Linked DNA regions of Mus musculus: all the other regions are linked to region 3. A link is a contact called in public Hi-C and HiChIP or PLAC-seq data. All regions are on one chromosome and are shown on one strand. The core of a region is the stretch at or near the end of the contact, and the rest is flanking DNA. Distances in the headings are between cores, read along the strand shown.

Region 1 (4,335 bases), core at 364-2,863, 140 kb after region 3:
TATTCACTATTCCCACTCTTCAGATTTTTAGCTTCCTCTCTTATGTTCATCAATGCAATTCAAGACATGGCTGCTTACCTATCTGATCTTTGATCTGCCTTCTCAGCCTAGAATCATTTGTTCATCCTTTCAACATACTGTTCTAGATGCTTGGAGATGTTAGTTCAAAATACAGAAAATCTTTACATTTTGGAAAGTATGTACACATGTGGGAGACAAACAGTAGAATGATGTATAATGAATAAATGATAAAATTAAATTACAATGTATGGTATCAGATAATAACATCTATATAAATCAAAAGTGAGCAGATTGAGAGGAATCAGGATATGAGAGAGTGTGGTATTAAACAGGAATCAACATAGACAATGAGTATGATGGTCAGACAATACATTAAATTTGGTAACTAGCTATGTGAATCTTTAAGCAAAGGGCTGAAGGAGAAGAGGATGTTCTTTGAGTTCTAGAGAAGCAGGGAAGAAACCATCTTGTTACTACTAGGACTGAAAAAGTTTTTAAAGCGTTGTCAACCACTTTATTGACTTTGATTTCTGCTGTTTAGAAAGACCTGCCATAGCTGCTACTGTTGTAATAGACAGTAACAGGAGCCAGGTCACTTGATAGTAATCGTGACAGGAGAAGTAGCATAAAGTCCTCAGATTATGTATAAATATGCAGAAAATGTAAAGCTCATGGAACCTTACAAAATAGTGATTGCAATCGTGAAAGAGAGACAAAAAGGAATGCTAAAGATCACCAAGATTCTAGGCTGAGAAACAGGAAAGATGATAGAGAATGTTGTGGATAAGGCAGTTTAGTAAGGGAGACCGGAGTTGAGTTTTACACTGAAATTTTAGCTTCCAAATGAACATCCACATGGAGAACTCAGGTAGGCAAATGACTTCATATTTCTGAAATGTCTTAAGTGGGGATATACTTTTGGAAGTTATCCAAGAAATTATGTACAAAGCACTGCGATTCAGCAGTGTCACCAGGCTGAGACTGATGATGGATTCAAGTGAAGACAAAGAAATAGAGCTTCTGCTATAAGAGGACAGTGATGTGAAGAAGAAACAAGAGTCTGAGAAAGATAAGCAAGGGAGGGGTGAAAACAAGAAAGAATGATATTCTGGAAGGCAGTGATGAATTTGCAGTGCCACGAAGAATTTCTTGTCTCTGCTAGTTGCTGGGAGTCAAGTTTATGGGTAATACAACTGAATCCTGAGTTTGAACTTAGTGAGAAGAGTTTAAGTGCAGTTGGTCACAGCTAAAGCCTGATAGGCGTTGGATCCAAAGTGTGTGTGGGGGGGGGGATGGGGGGGGGAGGAATAGCCAATGGTAGTCTAGTAAATTCCAGCAAGTTCCATATCTCTCAGTAAGAAAACTGATGGCCAGACATCATCCAATGAACCTAAAGTTCATGATCATAAACAGAGAGTGAGGCCAGGGAGCTTATAAGTTTTCTTTCAGTTTTATCCTTCCATGTGCAGGTCATAGATACATAGTGATGTAGTTTCTGTCTTAACTCTGTATGGTTAGGTCATAAAGGATTTGGTTATAATGATAAACTGTGGGATTTAAGCTTAAAAGGAAACTCTGATCGTGGTGGCTTAACAGATTGTGGATCTTGGGAAGTGTGCAGCCATCGAACAGAATCAAAACTCAGCAGATACCACACCTAACCACCTGGCATTTTAGAAATTTCATATCGCAAGAAGGGTGCAGTAAGCCTTATCTGGGTGACAGAGAAAAGGGAACAGTCTTCAGACAGGCAGCTACTGCGACACTGCTTTCTCAGATGTACTGATCATTACTGGGGAACTCAAACCTTAGAAGTAGGAGAAAGAAGAACATAAAAATACCAAAGAGACACCCCATGCCCTGTATGGAGGATCTGGAACATGTTGGAAAAATCCATATTCACTCTCACCTATCATCACTCATGGAGTTTCAGACCCTACGTTTTTGAGGTTTAGTAGATAGTGTTTTACTAACTAATTTTTTATAATTTTAAAAAAATTCTATCTAGGCTGTTGAGGAATGTGTGGATATGTTTTATTTTATTGTCACGGAATTCCACATTTTTATATTGCAATAGCTTGAAAACAGGAGACGTGTACGCCATATTTAGTCACAGGTTGGGGGAGTCAGTATTTACATCTTTGTTTTATTGTTTTGTAAGTTTGTGAACCTTTACGTGACTCATCTCTGGATCTTTAGAAACTTTCTATCTAGTCTTTGAGAACTCTTGTTGTTAGCATTCCATTGCTGAGAAATAGTTTGTGGGAAAACAACTTGAAGGAGAACATGTTTATTTTGGCTTATGTCACAAGTGTCAGACCACAGTAGTTTCGCACCACAGTACTGAACTGCACAGCATGACTTCATTCCTGAGAACTGAACATTGTGCTCATTTTCTGTCCTTGTGCTTCCTCCTCCCTCCATACCTCCCTGAACACTTCTTGGCCACTTTTCTTTTATGCTGAATTCAAATTCTTAGATTATCTCTTATCACAATGAACTTCCCTCTTACTCCTGTGGCATTTTGGGTTTTGTCTAAAATGTTCCTCTAAAGCTGTTTGCTAAAGGTATTCAAAAGTAAACAGATTATGAGGGCTCTGACTTCATCAATGAATGAATTGACTATTAGACAAAAGCTTGGCAGGTGGCACTAACTGATGGATGAGCCCTTAGAATCTACATACTCCTCTAACCCTACACTTGCCTAGCTTGCTGCTTCCTTGCTGCTAGGTGGTACACAGCTTGTATCCTTGCTGTGATGTGGCCTTGCCATAGGCAAGAAACAACAAAACAAACATTGTCTTTTTCAGATTGTTTTTTCCCCCAGGGTTTATGTTATAGCAATGGAATGCTAACACAATTATTTTTAGAGATTTTAAATCTCCTCCCCATCCCCTTCTGTTTTTTAATTGTTCATTTGTTACTGAAGAACGTAAAAGTAACTATGAAATTTCTGTAATCTCTGTATATTTTTCAATATTATTCTCATTGATTATATAATTTTCTGGTTTCATTCTACTCTGGTCTGGTAAAACACAACAAATTATATTGGTTCTTTTGTATTTTTAAGATTTCCTTCATGGTCTAAAGTTTATTTAGTTAACTGATGTTTTTAGTCTCAATATTTCTTATTGGTTAACTTTTCAGAAACGTAACTTCTTTTTATTTGGTGGATTTCTCATTTATACACGGATCTATTTTATCACTTTTGTTGTTCATGGTCTACATGTCTGACCTTGCACTTCACTGATTTTCTCAGGATCACTATTTTGAAACACGTGGTATATTTCCTATAACTTAGGATCATGTATGGAGAGTTATTTTGATCTTCTGGAGGAACCATGTTCCTTTGAATGTTTCCTATATTCCTACATGGCTATGATCATGTTACTGCACCCTTACTGACTGAAAAGTTGTATATGTTATTGTACTGAATAATAAAAGTTAGATGTTTACCCTGGTGCTTGTCTCCAGACTCTGAAACCCTGGGCATCGTTATGGGGTCTCTGACCCCTCCCCCTTTACCCTGTCCTGGTTTGGGCACATGTAAGCTTCCAAACTTGCATGTATTCAGCTTCTGGGGACTGAGATTTAATGTCCGTGTAGATTGTACCAGCAGATACTGCAGTCTTGGTAGCATGGAATATGAAAAGAACTGTCCCCAGGTCCCATGGGTTAATTGTAAATGACAGAATTTATTGAGATGTCACCAACCACAGTAGTGTGTCACAGGATGGGAAGAGTTGCTCCTTGCTTCTTAGGTTCTTCAGGATGAATTCTGGCAGGGTGTGCTTGGACCTGTAGAAACAGTAGTCATAGCTCCTAAACCACAAGATCAGATCCCTTCCCAGGTCTCATAGCATGATCTCAAATGATAGTGGGGACTGAGGTATCAGTGAGTATCAACTCAAGGTTTTTGGATGGAAAATAAATCTTTGTAGATCCCATACTTGTCCTGTTGCTTGCAGCATGAATAAACATTTTTCTCTGTCTCTGACTGCCTTCTCCAGATCCAAAAGGAATGAATACAGCAATAGGAGAGTTTAGGGCACAAGGAGCTGTGTTTACAAGGCTGTGAGCCACAAAGATGACTATCTCTAGGTTTCTAGTGTGTCTGTACAGGTGATATTCAAACTCATAGGGCTAATGTGAAGGACATGAAGATCTTTAGGATCTATGGGAGGGATGTAGTAGCTTGAGGCTTGTGGCTTACAACCTGCAGTTATGGAGGTCCTGGTGTCACAAGTCATAGATGGGACTCCGTGGTCTCAGAGACCAACTGCTTGAGAGGCCACAGTTTTAGAGGCATTGCTG
Region 2 (4,417 bases), core at 118-2,617, 200 kb before region 3:
TGTTTTCTTTACCATGTCATGCTTCAAGCATGCCCCTCCATAGTCTGCGTACATTCAGATTTGAATGTAAGTTTTGTTGTCCAATTGCAAATGAAACAGGAGAGTGGTTGGTTATCACCATAACAGTCTTGCACTATTGGACCATTGCACATCTTGTTTGGCAGTCAGTGTTGTAGCATGTAGGTTCAGAACTGAATATGATCTTTGATGTTTTTTGTCCCTTAACAAGCTGCATAGCATTATCCAGCACTATGAAAGCCAGCTAGCAGAGAAAAGTTTTCAGATCAACTCAAGACTAACCTATTTCTATCCTACAACCAAGCATGTGATGTCTTCAGCAATGGGTTCTTACCCCATTCCCAACACTGAGATTTTAATGTATTAACCCATTTCTCTTAGGAGCAGCATTGTTCTCTAATGCAGAGTACTTCTGTTGTTTGTTTGCCTTTAGAAATTATACTTTTAAGTAGCTGACAAATTAGTGGGATTTCATAAAATGTCTTCATACCTGCCTAGCTTTGGCGAACCCAACTCTTGCTGCTCCTTTCATTCAGTACCCTGTCCCTGTCCCTGTCCCTGTCCCCACTTACACCTCTGCCTCCTAGTTTTCTCTCCCTGTTCTTCCATATCACATATTTTCTACTATCTGATCATTATATTTCCACGTAGAAGCTGGGCATTGCTGCAGACCTTTTTGGTCCCTGTCTGCATAGAATGGGTCTCTGGTTGCAGGTGGACAAGGAGTCGGCGAATGAATGACAGACAGAATCACACGAGAGACTGTGTAGAATCTGAATGTATTGTCACAAAGTGAACACCAGTCTTATATAATACAGAAAACAAAGGGGTAGGATGTCACAGCAGGCAAAATTGAAGTTACCTGACACAAAACAAAGGAATGACTTCAAAAGGACTACAGAAACCAGCTAATATTTACAGTAAAGATAAAATAGCTCTGCTTAGGGTCAGCTAATGACAGGTAAGTATTTCACACCCTAGTCACAATTTGGGCTACTCCTTTGAGCCTTGTGAAAGCTAGCACCAGGGGGTTCTGCTCTAGCAGACCTTCTCATGAATAATGCAATACCACAACCTCCCCTCCCCCCTATTTCCTAGGCCTTGATAAATTCTTGTATGAGTGTAACTTGGGTGTTCTTTTAAGTATCTGTGGAGAATCTCCATTTGTCAGAAGAATTCGCCAATTTCCTTCTAATATGCAATGTAGCCTGTTATACCTGGCTGTAGAGAAGTTCCCTGTCTCAGGGGGATTCCCTAACTCTTTCATGATAAATCCACCTAGTAGCTAGGCCATTGTGTATTCCCTTGTTTGGGTAAGACTGGCTACTGCCCTAAGTAATCACTCTGCAGACTAGCCCTGAGCTATTTTAGCTCTGTTCTTTGTAATGCCTAATTAGTTTCACTGAGTCTCTGCTAGAAGTAAATTTGAATGTTATTGAATAGGTAACATTCTTACTGAATTCCTACTGAATTCCAAGCTCATCGGCTTCAAGCATTTTCTAAGACATTGGAACACTGGTGGAGGCTTACCTATGTCAGAATTCAATCTTAAAAGGCACTTATAATAAAATAATACTAAAAGAGAGCACATGGATCCATACACCAGACTAACTCGGGGATAGGGTATGAGTATACAGGTTATGAGAATGCCAAGGTTCCAGGAAGTTGAGTTTCCTTGAAACTCTTTGCCTCATGAGTGCTTCCAGGCCTGCCAAGCAGACTTCACTGGAGTGTGTGTAGCAGGGCATGGTGGTGCACACCTTTAATGCCAGCACTCAAGAAGCAGTGGCAGGCGGATTTCTGAGTTCGAGGCCAGCCTGGTCTACAAAGTGAGTTCCAGGACAGCCAGGGCTATACAGAGAAACCTCATCTTGAAAAAAACAAAACAAAACAAAACAAAACAAAACAAAACAAAACAAAACCAACAAAAAAACCAACAGCAACAACAAGAAGTACAAGATCATTGTTCCCAAATAGCTTCTCATGAACAGTTCATTTTGGTTGAGTCTTCCCTGGTCCTTTATTTCCTACCCTAACACTCTACTATAGATTGAACCTTTTGCCCACTTGACTTTCATTGTTACCCCTTCCACTTTCAGTATTCCCCTCTCTACTTTGACTTCCTCTACACCTACTATCCTTCCTCCTTAAAGGTATACCCTGCCACCAATGCCCTGTGTCGAGTTTTCTAGCTTTCACATGTACTCCATATTAAACGCACTAAATATTTGAAAGTGAAACTATTACATAAGAGAAAACAAATAGCATTTCTCCTTTTAGGCCTGGATGGACCCCACTCAGAAGTATAAGATTGTCTAGTTACATCAATTTACCTACAGATTTTACTATTCTTTATTGCTGAGTAGTATCTTATTGTGTATATGTACCATATTTTAATTATCTCTCCATCAGTTTAATGGATGCCTTCTTAGATGTTGTAAATAGAGTGTCAGTAAAATAGGCTACTAAGTTCTTTGGGTTCATGCCTACAAGTGATTTGAGGCTTTTTATTTCAGTGATACCATCAGTATTGGATCATCATCATAGTGATTTCTTCCTGTTATCCGGTCATTGCCCTATGTCATAAGATCCTGAAGCTTTGGATCAGCTGAAATCAGGCCCTTTCATGCATCCCAACACATCCTAACAGCTCACACATGATGTAGATGCTGTGGTGGGTCAATGCAAAACTGTGGATCTGGACCTGTGTGGTAGCTGAACTGGTCAACCTGCTAGCTCTCTCTTATCCACACCACCAGAGTGAGCTATAGCACCACTCCAGGTAGGTCTCCTAATACTGCCATTAGCAGGAGGCCAGGGTCAGCTCTCTTTTGCTCATGCTCTTGGGGTCTGGCTCACAGGAACCCATGCCTCAAGAGCCAGCACCACTGTGTTGCCCAAAGCCCAGGGCCCACTCTGCCAAGTGTTGCAGCCAGGTAAGGGCTGGGCCAGCTCTCCTGCTCTCACACCCTCAGGGCTGGCTCACCTGTGCCTTTGCCATTGGGGCCACTTGCACTGTGTTGACTAGGTGAGGTGCAGGGCCTACTCTCCCAAGTGCTACAGCCAGTGAGAAGCAGGGACAGCTCACCAGCTCTCATGAGGGTCAGCTCTTCCAAATGCTTCAGGTGGCAAAGGGAAAAGGGAGGAGGAGGGCATCACCTCCATGCCTGTACCACCTCACAGCAGAGGAGTGGTGGGGCCAAGACTCCCATGTTCTCACCCTTACTGGTGGGTCACCGGTACCTCCAAAACCAAAGCCAGCTCTGCTATGCTATCCAGGAAGATGAGAAGTAGAGCCAGCTCTCTAGATTGCTACAGCCAGTGAGAGGCAGGACCATTTCTGTACAGCCCTGGATATCTGTGTGGTTACAGGTGGCTGCCCAGACCAGGAACATTCCCATGATCTCTAGTGGTATTATGAGGCACTGATACTGCAGAACTAGGGATCCAGGCATGGCCCTGAGCAGCAACATGAACTGGAACTTTACCATGGCCTCAGGTAGCAGAACTGGCCACTCACAATAGGCTGTTCCTCTCCACCCTCAGGTTTTCAGTTAAATCTCTCTCCATAATGCTCAAACTCTTCTGCTTCTTTTTTCTCCCATCTGTCCATCACAACCTTGTACATTGTAGTGGCTCCCTCAGCAAGTGGCTCCCTCAGTAACCTTGTACATTGTAGTGGCTCCCTCAGCAAGTGGGCCACATGGTTGGTAGGACTCTGCATGACCTCCTCAATCTGTCCATGCCAGTCACAGGCCTCTAGGTTTCTACAGCCCACTCCTCTGGCATGGCAGTGGGCATGTCTCGGAATGTCTTCCTCCTTTCATGTTGAGTAGCAAGGCAGCAGGTGAAGCTCTGTATGTCCCCTGCCCACCTGTGCCAAGCAGCAGAGGGCAGTTCTCTGGGCATCTTTCACTGCCTTCTTTGTGTGACATGGCAGTTGGTATGTCTTTGAATTTCTTCCTCCTCAACTGCTGCATTTAGAAATCAGATTTTTTTTAAATATCCTTGTCAGAAACAGAATACAATGACAGTTGCCAGAAAGAATACAATTGTAATTGCCAGGATACCAAAATATTTGTAAGTTATACAAGGTACACAAGATTAATGCTGAAGACTAATTGTTCTGTCAAACTTCTTTATACTTAATTTTTCTAACTTCTAGGAAAGGCAGAGATACACAGGTAGCCTAAATGATCCAGTAACTGTGGGAATGTCTCAGTTTATCATGAACTAAAAGGAACATATGCCCTAGGAGCCATGAACTCTAACCTGAAAAACTGCATGCCTCTCAGGGCAGTTAGACCAGTTCAACTCCATATTTCCCTGCACATTATAACACAAAGCAGGTTCCAACAAATATAAGAAATCTGAAATAGCATCTCATATTCTATCTAAT
Region 3 (4,047 bases), core at 986-3,485:
CTGTCCCCAGAATCACTCATATTTAGTGTCTGAGCAAAGCTATTGGGTACTGGTAATTGTAGGCTGTTGGGTTGATGGCAGTTATTCTTAATGAATGACCCAAATCGGCAAGACTTCAAGGTCATGGGTCACTGGAATCTGTTGCCTGGTTTCTGTGGACAGCTGCTCACTTGGGGAGGGGAGGGGATATCCCTCACACTGACAGGGTGTGTGTGCAAGGGAGAGAGAAAAGAAATAGAGACCTATGAGAGCAAGGGCAGGAGCTTTTTGCTTATGAGTGAGCTGCGGACCAAGACATGTCCTATATCCTTATATCTTCATGGAGGGGTTGTATGTAAAGGAAAGAAATAGTTTTTTAACTGTATATTCTTTAACTTGTAAAAATAATGTTCAAAAAGCAAGAAGACGGAGAACCCCTTTCTTAGCTGTTCATGTAAACTCTGAGTGGTGTTGGTGCTTGCACACCCTACACTTCCGTCATGTTCTTTGAGACGGGTTCCTGACTGTCTGCTGGCAGTGATGCTTTGAGGTGGAATCTATGCTGGGCTTCAGGGGGCCCCTGCCTATCCCAGATCTCCACCTCTTGCCTCGGTGCCTCTTTCCAGTACTACACCTAGAGGTTTCCAACTCGGGCTCACTGTCACCTGCCTCTGAATCTCTCCCAGAGATTGTGCTGTGACCCAAATGTGAGTAACCCTTCTCCTGAGATTATTTCAGAAAAACAGCTTACAATTTAAAAACGTGTAAGATGAATTAAAAATAACAAACAAATAAAAATCCTCCCTAAATGGAAGCGCACACACAGCACAATGCAATGGAAGCCACATCGCAATCACACAAGAAAGCTGCAAGTCCTGAGGCTTCATTTAAAATAGTGGGTCCCTCCCGAGTTCTCAAAAACTAACATATTAATTCCCAAACAAACTTCTTTGTACCTAATGCTGACAGGCAGACAGGCGGTGGGGGTGGGGCGGGGCCTGTGAGAAGGGGAGCAAGGCCAGGGGACCGCTCTGCTGCACCAGCTTGGGTTCCCGGCCCCGGTGATGGAATTATTGTTTATTTTTTTAATTTTCCAAGGTAGGCCGATGACAGCTGAAGAAGACTGTATTTGCGGAGGAGCAGCATGAGGGTAGAGAGGAGCAGAGCTCCTGAGGGAAACCTAATAGTTCCTCTCCTTCCTGCACGGAGATAAAGACTTATAATCAGCGTCTATGTTCACCATCTGGCTCTGCGCATGTGGTCCGTATGGAGGAGAAAGCCGCACAATCTGTAAGTGATCAGGAGCCATGGCGCTCTCTCCAGAGAATCCACGATGCAATCAAGGTGACAGATGGCACGGCCACTGCTGTGGCCTCATGGAGAAGATCAAAATCACCTTCAATAAACTCTGACTGAAATGGGCATGAGCACCTCGAAAAAGTCAGTTTGTCAGTCAAACTGCGACAGCGCGCTGCACTGGGGAACCACAGCGGCCAGCTCTCTGTTTTCAATCGTTTCCGTCTGACTGGGCCTGAACTATGATCCTTCTCAAATTGTCCTTTCTGTTTAGCTGAAGCAGGCCAGCAAATTGCCAGATTCATTGCTTTATTGAAGAAAATTGAAAACACGATGTCCTCAATTCCGAGGACGCACAGCTGGCAGGTACCCGGGACACCCAAACGCAGGGAGAGTGGACCTGGTTTCTGCAGCCGGAGTTTGCCCAACTTTAGGCGGATATTTTTGAACGCAAATATAAAATGCAAATGTGTACGGGGCAGTGGTTATGTAAACGGTATTAAGTAACCAGTAAGTGTTGTAGAATGGAGACGTGGCTACAAAGAAAGGAAGAAAGGAAGAAAGGAAAGGGGGAAACTCCAGCAGGGAGTTGTCTCTGCGAGTTCAGAGCAGGTTTCTTTCTTGATAGAGCTAGTGTGTTTTCTTTCTGTATCTGTTTACTATGTGGAGGTTCCTTTGGGTTTGAGCACAAGGTTGAAGAAATGCAGAGATACTGTTTTGTTTTGAGCAAATCACAGGGAATCTGCAGGGGTCAGGAAGTTTAAACAAATTTCCGTTTCTCCTAACCCCAGAGGAAAAAAAATTAGAAGCCCCAACCGCTTATAAATGGAGGGAAATGAGGAACAGCTAACCTGCAGTGGGACTCAAATCCACTACCATCTTTTGAGAAGTAAGGACACTGATTTCAGGTCAGGGAGGGCGGGTCCTGATGAGAGCAGGCGCCCCTCTTCCTCCCTCCTGATCCCTTGGCACAGTTCCACTGTTGTTCTTCCTCCCAATCGCCAGGACCGGAGATTGAAAGCAAAACTAGACTTTTCCAATCTTCTTTCTCTAAAGTTTCCAGGATCTGTGTCTGGTCCTGGAGTTTTCTATTACAAGCTGGCTGAGGGAACTTACCCCTTCTAACTTTTCGTCCATTCTCTTTTTAAAAAGTTGTAACCTTCTAGTTAATGTTGCGGGCTTGCTTCATTTAAGATCCAAACCCTGCTCCTGCTTCATCCCCCACAATGTAAACTGTTTGACAGCTGAGAAATACTGAGTCACCCGGCCCTGGATTTCCATGGGAATTCTCTACTCTTATTATAGGTACAATTTGAATGCCAGGATTCTGGTGCAGTGATATAGAAATGCATCTAAAGGGGACTCATCCTTGATTTGTGTATGTGAAATTCAAGAAAACACGGGGAAAAGCTCCTATTTTGAGTGACAGGAAAGTCTTGCTCTTTGGGGGGAAGGACTGTGTTTTCACAGAGTATAAGAGTGGAGCTAACTTACTGCATATCAAAGGGAAGTGTGGTTTGTTAAGAACAAAAGACCCTTTGTGTTTTCTTGTTCTTTAGTAGGTAATACCTACTGAGTGCTGAGTACCCACTATGTGCAGGCTTTGCAGAATTGAGAAGATTCCCAGGGAGAAAATGTAGGTTTTAAAGCCCTCTTCGGGGCACAGAGCTCTCTGCCTGACCTTTCTCCCTTGACCTACCTCCTTGGGCAGTGGGGGGTGTTCTTGCATGACAACAGGGCTGGTGTTAGGCTGGTGGCTGCCTGCTGTTTTTACACAGGAAATGCTGTGTATTTTTTCTGTGGTCTTTGGCTTCCTGGAATAGCGACTGTTTAAAGACACATTCATCAGTGCTGCCACCAGGAGGGGTGGTAGGATGAGTCATCGCTCAGCAGCAGCTCCAGTTACTCAGGGAGAAAGAAATCTTTTGCTTCCTAACGGTGGCAGTTCTGAGTCTTTCTTTAAGAGATGGCCTACTGGACCATGACAGTATGGAAACATACTTCTAAAATGAGGTTTAGTAATTAGAGCTTGGCCCAAACTCAGATATTTATGCTCCAGTCATCTCTAGCATGGAATTTCTCTTGATCTGTGCCAGATACACAGCCATACACCATTAGTGTCCTTTAACTCTAAGTCCCAAACTAAAATCTTGCTTAGAGAAATTTCCTTGAGACAGTTTAAAACTCATGTTCATGAGCAGAGATGTCCTTAAAGTGCTGTATGTACTTGCTATATCCATCCATCCATCTCTGTATCTTCTGTAGGTGAGATTGGCAGGGATGGGATGTGAGGATGTAGAGATTGTCCTGGGATTCACAAGGCAGCACCCATGGAGGGCAACTCTCCATCACAGGGCACTGGCTTTTTGAGTAGATGCATTAATGACATTTTTTATTCATTAATATTTTGTTCTCTGTGTGTGTCTGTGTGTCTCTCTCTCTCTCTCTCTCTCTCTCTCTCTCTGTGTGTGTGTGTGTGTGTGTGTGTGTGTGCATGTGTGTACATTGTCACATATGTGTTCATGGATACAGGCACATACATATCACAATTCAGAGATCAACACTAAATGTTTTCCTCAGTACCCTTTACCTTGTTTGTTTGTTTTCTTTTTTGAGACCCAACATCTTAGTGAACCTGGAGCTTGCTACTTTAACGAGACAGGGTGATAAGCAAGCCCCACAGGATATGCCCCTGTCTCTGCTTCCACATCATTGAGATTAGAGCCATGTACACTTTCACCCTGTTTTATAATGTGCTGAAGAACTAAAGCC

Evidence for each region. A called contact is a pair of places that touch in the nucleus more often than the background predicts. HiChIP or PLAC-seq counts read pairs in DNA pulled down with a chosen protein or histone mark.
Region 1: a contact with region 3 is called in a Hi-C map of uterus, with 4 times the contacts expected there. The contact joins the promoter of 4930433B08Rik here to the enhancer-like site in region 3. A contact is called at or near these places in 1 of 39 promoter capture datasets (liver), 12 of 484 Hi-C or Micro-C datasets (the 3T3-L1 cell line, embryonic fibroblasts, liver and 1 more) and 2 of 115 datasets of contacts at active chromatin or transcription factors (embryonic stem cells and neural progenitor cells).
Region 2: an H3K27ac HiChIP or PLAC-seq map of stem cell-derived epiblast-like cells shows a contact between it and region 3, with 5 times the contacts expected there. The contact joins two enhancer-like sites. A contact is called at or near these places in 4 of 484 Hi-C or Micro-C datasets (all in embryonic stem cells), 5 of 115 datasets of contacts at active chromatin or transcription factors (embryonic stem cells, epiblast stem cells and stem cell-derived epiblast-like cells) and 1 of 9 other capture datasets (embryonic stem cells).

What each region holds. Positions count from the first base shown.
Region 1 is chr3:18,477,755-18,482,089 of GRCm38.p6, reverse strand. It overlaps 4930433B08Rik (RIKEN cDNA 4930433B08 gene), which reads left to right and starts at 1,613. Exons shown (of 4, transcript NR_040544.1): 1 at 1,613-1,970.
Region 2 is chr3:18,825,936-18,830,352 of GRCm38.p6, reverse strand. No RefSeq gene overlaps it. Among named protein-coding and RNA genes, the nearest start is that of Gm30789, 190 kb to the right of the region's middle. Within about 2 kb of position 1,367, at least 12 of the 459 cell types and tissues checked have an H3K27ac peak or open chromatin away from gene starts, as enhancers often do. A contact at or near this core is called in embryonic stem cells and stem cell-derived epiblast-like cells, where this site is marked.
Region 3 is chr3:18,623,084-18,627,130 of GRCm38.p6, reverse strand. Gm30789 (predicted gene, 30789) reads left to right here. Exons shown (of 4, transcript NR_166210.1): 4 at 1,078-4,047. Among named protein-coding and RNA genes, the nearest start is that of Gm30723, 7.8 kb to the right of the region's middle. Within about 2 kb of position 2,235, at least 196 of the 459 cell types and tissues checked have an H3K27ac peak or open chromatin away from gene starts, as enhancers often do. A contact at or near this core is called in embryonic fibroblasts, embryonic stem cells, liver and 3 more, where this site is marked.